Linked DNA regions of Mus musculus: region 2 is linked to region 1. Evidence: chromatin contacts called from public HiChIP or PLAC-seq data. All regions are on one chromosome and are shown on one strand. Each heading gives the region's core, a stretch centred on a gene start, on an enhancer-like site or on the middle of the called end of the contact. The rest is flanking DNA. Distances are from core to core; before and after follow the strand shown.

Region 1 (4,170 bases), core at 454-2,953:
CAGACCAAACACCCAAGACAAGTGGAAAACCAAACATACAGACTGGAAACCTAAGGCGAGGCCAATCCTCACTGACCTAGGACCCAAAGAGAAAAAGCAAATGGTCCTATGTCACGTGCCACTTAGCGCTGAAAAAGCATCAATCGCATGCCAGCCAGGGCAGGGAGCCAAGGGGGTAGTGGCCTCAGCCCCACCCAGGCCAGGGCTGTGTGCCCTGTAGCTGCCCAGCCAAGGGAGCGGATAGAATGTTGAATAACAAAGCCAACTCCTGGAGACTCTACCCTGGCTGAGGGGCCTCAAGGCTGGCTGTCATCTGACCCTGGATGCACAGGCATTTCCGCAACCCCTGGGGATACCCAGCCAGGCAGTGAGATTGCTGAGGCTCCCTGAGAGCGGGTTGGAGCCAGTGCCAGTTAGGATAAGAGCATGTCAAGAAGCAAAGAAACCAGAGAGGGGACCTGGCTTTGGGGGAAGGGGTGGAGCCAGGGAAAGGGGCTCCGGGTGGTGATAAGTGTATCCCACAAAGTCCTAATGGGCAGCTAGTGTGTGGGTGTGGGAGAGGACAGAGCCAGACTCAATAGGGTCTGAATCGCTGCCGAGAATCTACCAGTAAGAGGTGAGGGCTGCCGGTCCCAATGGGAGGGGGAGGGGATAAGTTCACTGCAGCTACTGAAGCAGGGACCATGATGGAGCTTATGGGAAGAGCGCCTGGGATATTTTGCAGCTGAAATCCAAATCGGGGCCCTAGAGGCTAGAGAACTGTTAGTCCCAGAAGGGGGGTTAGTTTGCAACCCACGGTCTTGGAAAAAACGCACAGAGTGTAGACTCGTAACGTGGGGGTCCTAGGACTGCGTGTGAGTTTAGGTGGCTAAGGGCAGTGCCTGCGACTGAGATGTCTAAGGCTTCGCGCTGCCTGAGAACCGGAAGCCTTGGACTGGGATTTAGGAAGACAAGGCAGGCCAGGGTGGGGTTCCTAAACTGCCCAAGGTGCCCTGGGGCTAGGACTCTGGATGCGCAGGTGCATTGGGGCTGTTCCTAAATCTCTGCAACCCCAAAGCCTCACGGCTCGGAGTAGGAAGGGGTTTAGTTAGGGTCCCAAGATCTAGGGGTGCTCTTTGCAAAGTTGGAAGCCCTGGAGTTCCGCTTTGGGTGGAAGCTGGGATTAGATTGGGGGCAGGGTTAGGATGGGGCTAGGGTTCGGATGGAGTGCGGTTCGGATCCAAGGGCGTCCAAATGGGCTGCTGGAGTTCGGATCTGGGTAGAGTTCAGATCTCGGCATTTCGGATGGGCTGGGGTTTGGATTCGTGGGGGTTCGGACGGGTTGGGTCGAAGTGAGGTTCGAATAGGTTGGGGTTCTAATCCGTGGACTCAGGATGGGTTAGGGTTCGAATCCGGGGACTTCGAATGGGCTAAGGTTCGGATCCAGAGGGCTCAGATGGGTTAGGGTCCAGGTGTTCGGACCGCCTGGGGTTCGGTCGGGGCGGGCCCGGCGCCGAGCACCCATCAGATCGCAGGCCCTCCATCCGTCCTACCTGGCGAGTAAAGCGCCGCCAGCTCACGGGCTCCCGCGTGCTGTGCGCCCCAGCGCCGGCCCTCCGCCGTCTCGTCCTCGTCCAGCTCCGGCTGCCGGCCCGGCGCGTCCTCGGCGCCCGCCATGGCCCGTCGCCCGGCCCGCCCGCTGCGCTCTGCCTGCAGCGGCGGCGGCCGCGGAACCGCGGCGATATCACGCCGCCCAATGACCGGCCGGCGCGGGGCGCGGCGGCCGGGGCGGGGCGTCGGCGGGGCCCCGCGTCACAGCCAATCGGAGCCCGCGCCCGCGCCGCGCCCGGCCAATCGCAGGCCTTCGGGCCTCAGCCAACCGCGGCGCCGGGGGGCGGGGTCGCAGCTGGACGCAGCTGGACGCGGAAGGCAGGGTGGATGTGCGCGTCCCCGCTGCGCCCCGCGAACTCGCGTACCGCGCTGGAGGCAGGGAGTACGCGCTGCGAAGCGCCTACGGAGTGCATGGCTACTGCAGATCGTGCATTCGCTAGGAAGCTGCTGGACGGGGCAGCACATCGGCTGCACGCGCTAGGTTTCATTTCACTACCCAGGAGTGTCTCGCGTTCGAGGCCAGCCTGAGCTACATTGCAAGACTCAATCACGGAACATAAGAAGTAATATTGCCTTCTGAGAGGCCGCTCGTGACCACCTGCTGGGGTGCCCCCTCCTCTGGTCACTGTGACATCACCCTCACGCTACTCAGAGCTTGTCAGGAGTAACTGTCTCTCTATCAGGAAAGGAGCCCCTGAGGGCAGGGACTCTGCCTGGGCCAACAGCTGACAGATTTTAGGAGAGGTTGAATGAATTCCGGGTCAGAGAACGTGCTTCTGTCTTTAAGGCATTAGCATTAAGAGAGCTAAAGGCTTATGTAAAGTCCTTAAGGGATGATAAACAGCGTCCACCCTGGGGCTGCAAGACTGAGAGGTGCCTGGGGCCCGCAGAGGGAACTTAAGATCTGAAGAATTTTTCCAAGGCTCCATCTTCGTTCTTCTCTAAGATTTAAGCTTCATATTTCTCAGCTGCCAGCCTCCCCAGGCTATCTCCTCTTCCCTCAGTGCTCCTTTCCTGGGTGGTCTCTGTCCGTTCCAAGCTCCTTCTCTGTCTCCTTACGTCTACTCAAAGGAAGAGCCACTCGGATGGCCGCGTCAGGCTGTAGCCCAAGTCCTTCCTGTTCCGATGAAGGTGACAGCCTGGCACTTGTATTAACTGCGCGATTAGATTTGGGGTGTCAGGGGTTCTGCTGAACTTGCTGTGGCAGGTGCTGGGTCTCAGACCCTCCCAAACTGCGCCTGTTAGCAAGAAGGCTAGGGTTGCAGATTAGGGCTGGAGATCCCAGAGGCCAGGACATCCTGATTGACAGACAAGACGGGTAGTCAGAACTAACTCTCTCTCACCGTTATTCAATTCACAGAGCACCAGCTTGGCCCTATGCAGAGTCTCTGAGATTTGCTGGAAATGACCAGGGAAGTCTCTTTCTGTAGTTTTTTTGTTGTTTTGTGTGCATGTGTGTTCTTGAGTGTCCATGTGTGGTCAAAGGGCAACACTTGGGCGTTGGTTGGCTTGTTCCTTCAACCGTGCAAGTCCAGGGGAGCAATCTCAAGGGTTCCAGCTCGGCAGTAGTTTTTTTTTTTTTTTTCTTTGTCTTTTGTTTGTTTTTTCGAGACAGGGGTTTCTCTGTGTAGCCCTGGCTGTCCTGGAACTCACTTTGTAGACCAGGCTGGCTTTGAACTCAGAGATCTGCCTGCCTCTGCCTCCCAAGTGCTGGGATTAAAGGTGTGCACCACCACTGCCCGGCTGCAAAATTCATCTTTAACGGATCTGTGCACAGTGCACATTCCATACATTATGTTAATATAGAAACATATATTACCTCTAAACACTTTATGTTCACAGAAAGACCAAATGGACAGTCCTTATAGAATTAGAATTCACCCTCGGGGATGCTAAGATTCTGAGACCTGTTGTTCCAGCTCCCTGATTAATCCTGCTCAAACTGATGCTGTTTCCAGAGACTTGCTTCTAGGACAGTCTCAGAAAGGACTGCTGATCCAAATGACAGTGGTTCACTCAGCCTTTCAAACGGTTCCAGTCAGGACGCAAGTTAAACCCTGAACTTTCTCAGTACCGAGACTGGACAACAAATGATACCAGCTAGCTTTCCAATTTCCTTTTGGGCCCACAAAATGAATTCTTTGCCCAATTCAGCGAGGAACAATTATAAGAGGCCTGCCATCTCAATCCCTTAAGTTGGGATGGATGGTTTTGGTTATTTTATGAATAATAGATATGTTATCATTTTAGGGGATGATTTACAAATCATTGTGGTCTTGGACATGGAGGAAACAAAATCGAGAGCTTAGACTCAGGGATTTATATCTTTCCTTTCTTCTTCTCTATCCTTTCTTAGGTAGAGGGAAGGGGGTTGGTTGAAAAGAAAAAAGGGGGATATAGTAGTATTATAAGAAATTAGACAAATAGGGATGGGTTATTAAATCTACTCTTAAAAACATTTTGTAACCATAATCTTTATATTTTGATGCAAAATTGAGGTTATATTTTGTTACATTGGTACAGAAATTTGTATATTGATACAGGTTTAAGATTTTCATTGACATAGATCTTTGTATAATG
Region 2 (4,170 bases), core at 1,241-3,740, 37 kb after region 1:
AAACCCAAAAGACAAAAGGCATTGAGTCCCGTTGGCGGCAGAGGCGGAGCCTCAGTCCTGATGGCGGAGGAGGAGCCTCACCGGTCCTTGCTGACCCTGCTCTGCACTTGTTTGTGTGAAGAAAAGAAATCCCTGTTCATTGAGACCTTTGTCACTCGGTTTCCTGTTACTGGCAGCTGAATACATTTCTGACACATTTGCTCAAACAGCGCGGAGCTCACTGGGCCTCTTTGTCACCTGTGTTTCTCAGGGGTGGCCTAGTGCTTCCTCGTCTGGGCTGTTCTGCTGACACCGTTCCCCAGAGAAGAGAAAAGGTCTCTCTGTTAGATGAGGTGAAAGGGTTGATTTAATTCATTTGAATTACAGAAGTCATGTGTGAAGGCGTCTGGTGTCTCCAGATGGCTCTGGAGTTCTCAGCATGCTTCAGGTCAGGCGTGACCCAGGCCCTTGGGCTGGGTAGAAACTTCTCGGCTGGCTTCAGCTGGCTTCAGACCCTGCTTTCCCACCCTAGTCCAGAAAGGGGGCCCACGAGTGTCAGAGAGGTTCAGGCCCTGCAGTGGCGCTTAGAGCATGTTGTCAACTATTGTCACCTGGAATGACCTCTTTGCCCTAAGCTCCAGCCACCAGCACCTGCTCCCTGGAGATGCCAGCCTGCCAGGGCTAGAAGGCACCTTCGTCAGGCACAAGGGCCAGCCCACCAAGATCGCTGTGGGGCGAGTCAGGAGGCCAGGGAGCTGGCAGGGTAAGTTATTATTTTTATAGCTGTCACCAGATCCCTGGCCCAGCCTTGCAGCCCTGGCAGGGACAGAGGCAGCCTGGGAGAAGGAGGACGCCTTAGAGGCTTGGTAGTCAGGGCAGGGGCTGTGGAGAAGGGAACACCGGGGCAGGTCAGGGCCTGCTGGGCCTCGGCTTCTCCTGCTTCATGGGGTGAAGGGCTGGTGACTGATACACAGACATGGCATCTCTTGCCTTCGTCCCTGACCCCAGGCATGTGCCATGAGGTTCTCCCAGGCCATTCCAAGAACTGCATTGCACCCTGCTCGAGTCCCCTTAGGCCTACTCCAAGACCATGTGTGACTTCCTTTACAGCCTCATCCTGTCTGTCCATGTGGCCAACTCCTGCTGTGGATTCCTCTTCCTTAGTCTACCATCACACCTGCAAAGGCACTTAGCTGTCCCTGCCGGGGGCCTCAAAGGGCCAAGCCAATGCCCAAGAGCCCCTCCCTACACCCAGGTTATCAGTACTCTGATTTTGTTGTTAGGACAGTATGGCATGTAGCCCAGGTTACCCCTAAAATGCTGATCCCCTTGCCTCTATTTCTGGAGTGCTGGGATTAGAGACCTACATTATGCCAGTTTCATGAAATGTTGGGGATTGAACCCCTGACCTTGTACACACTAGACAAGCTGCATCCCCTGCCACTATACCGTGAGTTCTGATAACAAGAACTTGTTCACCCATTTCTGTGAATTGTGTTAAAGGAATCCCATGCTTGGTCCCCAACTCCAACTTCACGTTTCTCTAAGTGGCAGTGTGTGACTTGCTAGTCCTTTTTATTGCTGAGTGGCCACTCATTTTATAGCTTGGGGACAATTTGGTTTCCATCTGGGCTCTTTAGGGGTGGCTGAGATGGATACTGTACAAACATGTGGTCCAAAGTGTGTGTGTGTGTGTGTGTGTGTGTGTGTCTGTCTGTCGGTCTCTGTGTTAAAAAACACTTGTCATCTTGAAAAAGATTGAAGATTTATAGGAAAATGACAAACTTGGGCATATTTCATCTGGACTGGGAATAAATCATTGAGTTCTCACCAGTCCTTCATTATTTGTTTCTCGTAAACTTTTTGTTGGTGCTAGAGAGAGGGCACAGTCATTAAGAGCACCGGCTGCCCTTTCCAGAGGACCTGGGTTCAATTCCCAGCACCCACATGGCAGCTCACAACTGGAGTCTATAATATCAGTTCCAGGGGACCATCACACAGACAAATATGCCAGCAAAACACCAATGCACATAAAATAAAAATAGGTAAATCTATTAAAATCTTTGTTTCTTGGTGGGCAGTGATGGCACACAGTTTTAATCCCAGCGCTTATAGGGCAGAGGCAGGTGGATCTCTGTAAATTCAAAGGCAGCCTGGTCCACAGAGCGAGTTCCAGGACAGCCAGGACTGCACAGAGAAGCCCTGTCTCAAAAAGCCAAAAAATAAAATATAAATAAATAAATAACATTTTTGTTTGTTTCTAAGACAGTCTCACTATGTAGCTCTGGCTGGCCTGGAACTCACTATGCACATCAGGCTGGCCTTGGTGGCTTCATGGCCTTCACTGTCTTTAGCAGGTCGGGGACTCCAGGGGGCTGTTTGTGGCTTGGTCCCCGCAGCAGCTGCACAATCTCCTTGAATGTGACTCAGGCTCTGAGCCTCTGCAGGACCCAGAGGGCTGAGTGCTACTCTGTCCCAGTGCTGACAGTGACACTCTTGGTCACCTGACCAAAGCAAGTACTGCAGGCTTCACTTTCGGTTTTGGTTTAGGGTTTTTGAGACCAGACTGCCCTGGCAGGCCTCAAACTTGCAGTCAATTTCCAGTTTCTGTCTCTGGAGCCCTGGGCTCAGCAGCGGCCATCATACTGGGTCAGGGGGTCAGGTTTGTAAGGCCACTTCTCCCTCTTCCAACCCCGCAGACATTGGAGGGAAGGAACTTTGAAACAATGTAGATAAGCTTGGATGGCCTCCAACTTTCAAGTAGTTACTTATTTGCTTCTAAAATAACCTTTTGTGACTTTTTTTTTTCTTTTTTTCTTTCTTTCTCCCCCACCCTCACCTCCACCTCCAAGACAGGGTTTCTCTGTGTAGCCCTGGCTGTCCTGGAACTCACTCTGTAGACCAGGCTGACCTCAAACTCAGAAATCTGCCTGCTTCTGCCTCCCAAGTGCTGGGATTAAAGATGTGTGCCACAACTGCCCCACCTTTTGTGACTATTTATTGACTTATTTATTTATCTGTGTGGTGGATGTCAGAGGACAACTTGTAGGAGGGGTTGGCTCTCCCCTCACTGTGGGTCCAGAGGATCAACTCAGGTGGTCAGGCTTGGCAGTAAGCACGTTTCCCCACTGAGCCTTGACCTATACATACTTCTAATTACCTAACTATTTATTGACTGGTTTGTATGTGTGTGTGTGTGTGGTGTGTATGGTATGACGAGTCTGGTATGTGTATAGTATGTGATATGTGTGTGTGGTGTGTGTGTATGGTGTGTGTGGTTCGTGTGGTATGTATGTGCACACATTGTGTTTGCGTGTGTGTATGTGTGTGCACGTGCATACATGCGCACACGCGTGTGTGTTTTCATGGGGGGCATGTGCACCTGTGGAGGCAGTAGGTCACAGGCTGGTGTCTTCCTCGGTGGCTCTCTACCTTATTTTTAGATACAGGCTCTTTCACTGAACCTGGAGCTCATGGCTTGGGTTGCACTGTCTGGCCTAGGGTCAGCCTGTCTCCCCCTCCCCAGCACTGAGGTTACAGGCTCACATCATCACACATGGCTTTGACGTGGGTCCTGGGGTTCTGAACACAGGCCCTTAAGCTTGCAAAGCAAGCACCTTACCCACAGAGGCATCTACCAGCCCCTCGTTTATTTTTACCGCTATAGAGCCATCATTTCTTTATTATCTGGAGGGTTAAGCCAGCATCACCACCATCATTAGAGCATCCTCATTGACACTTTAATTTGTTGATGTTTAAACTTGTCTGGGGTTCTGAATCCCGGATGCCTGTCCTGGTGCTCTGAGGACAAGGCTTGGCTGCCCCATAAGCCCCCCCCCTCAGCTTCTCAGAGGTTGGGGGTCCTCAGACTCTCTGAAGCCTCTGAGTGCTTGCAAAACAATGGCATAGGATCTGTGACTTACTCTTCATAAGATGAGACTCTTCATCAAGTTCTGGGTATGCTGGATGTCAGAGCTGGCTCTTTTCTCATCAGCCGCTGGGCCCAGATAGGAGACAGTGATGGTGAGGCCTACCTGTCACTACTGGATGACTTAGGTCCGGTGTGGGTCAGGGTGCCGCGGACTCAACACTGGTGGCTTTTGGAATGGGGTCACTTTCTCTTCTGGGCTTTCCATGCATCAGAGAGAAGGTACCACAACTCCTGTCTTCACCTACCAGACTCCACTGGCT

Evidence for each region. HiChIP or PLAC-seq counts read pairs in DNA pulled down with a chosen protein or histone mark.
Region 2: a contact with region 1 is called in an H3K27ac HiChIP or PLAC-seq map of microglia, with 2.7 times the contacts expected there. The contact joins the enhancer-like site here to the promoter of Tmem189 in region 1. A contact is called at or near these places in 5 of 39 promoter capture datasets (cranial neural crest, embryonic stem cells, frontonasal cranial neural crest and 2 more), 1 of 484 Hi-C or Micro-C datasets (embryonic stem cells), 3 of 115 datasets of contacts at active chromatin or transcription factors (embryonic stem cells, microglia and pancreatic cancer cells) and 1 of 9 other capture datasets (adipose tissue).

What each region holds. Positions count from the first base shown.
Region 1 is chr2:167,659,841-167,664,010 of GRCm38.p6, forward strand. Tmem189 (transmembrane protein 189) reads right to left here and starts at 1,704. Exons shown (of 6, transcript NM_145538.2): 1 at 1,533-1,704. The coding sequence starts at 1,656.
Region 2 is chr2:167,695,606-167,699,775 of GRCm38.p6, forward strand. A530013C23Rik (RIKEN cDNA A530013C23 gene) reads left to right here. Exons shown (of 2, transcript NR_110334.1): 2 at 1-1,808. Among named protein-coding and RNA genes, the nearest start is that of A530013C23Rik, 6.9 kb to the left of the region's middle. Within about 2 kb of position 2,491, at least 228 of the 459 cell types and tissues checked have an H3K27ac peak or open chromatin away from gene starts, as enhancers often do. A contact at or near this core is called in adipose tissue, hematopoietic stem and progenitor cells, microglia and 1 more, where this site is marked.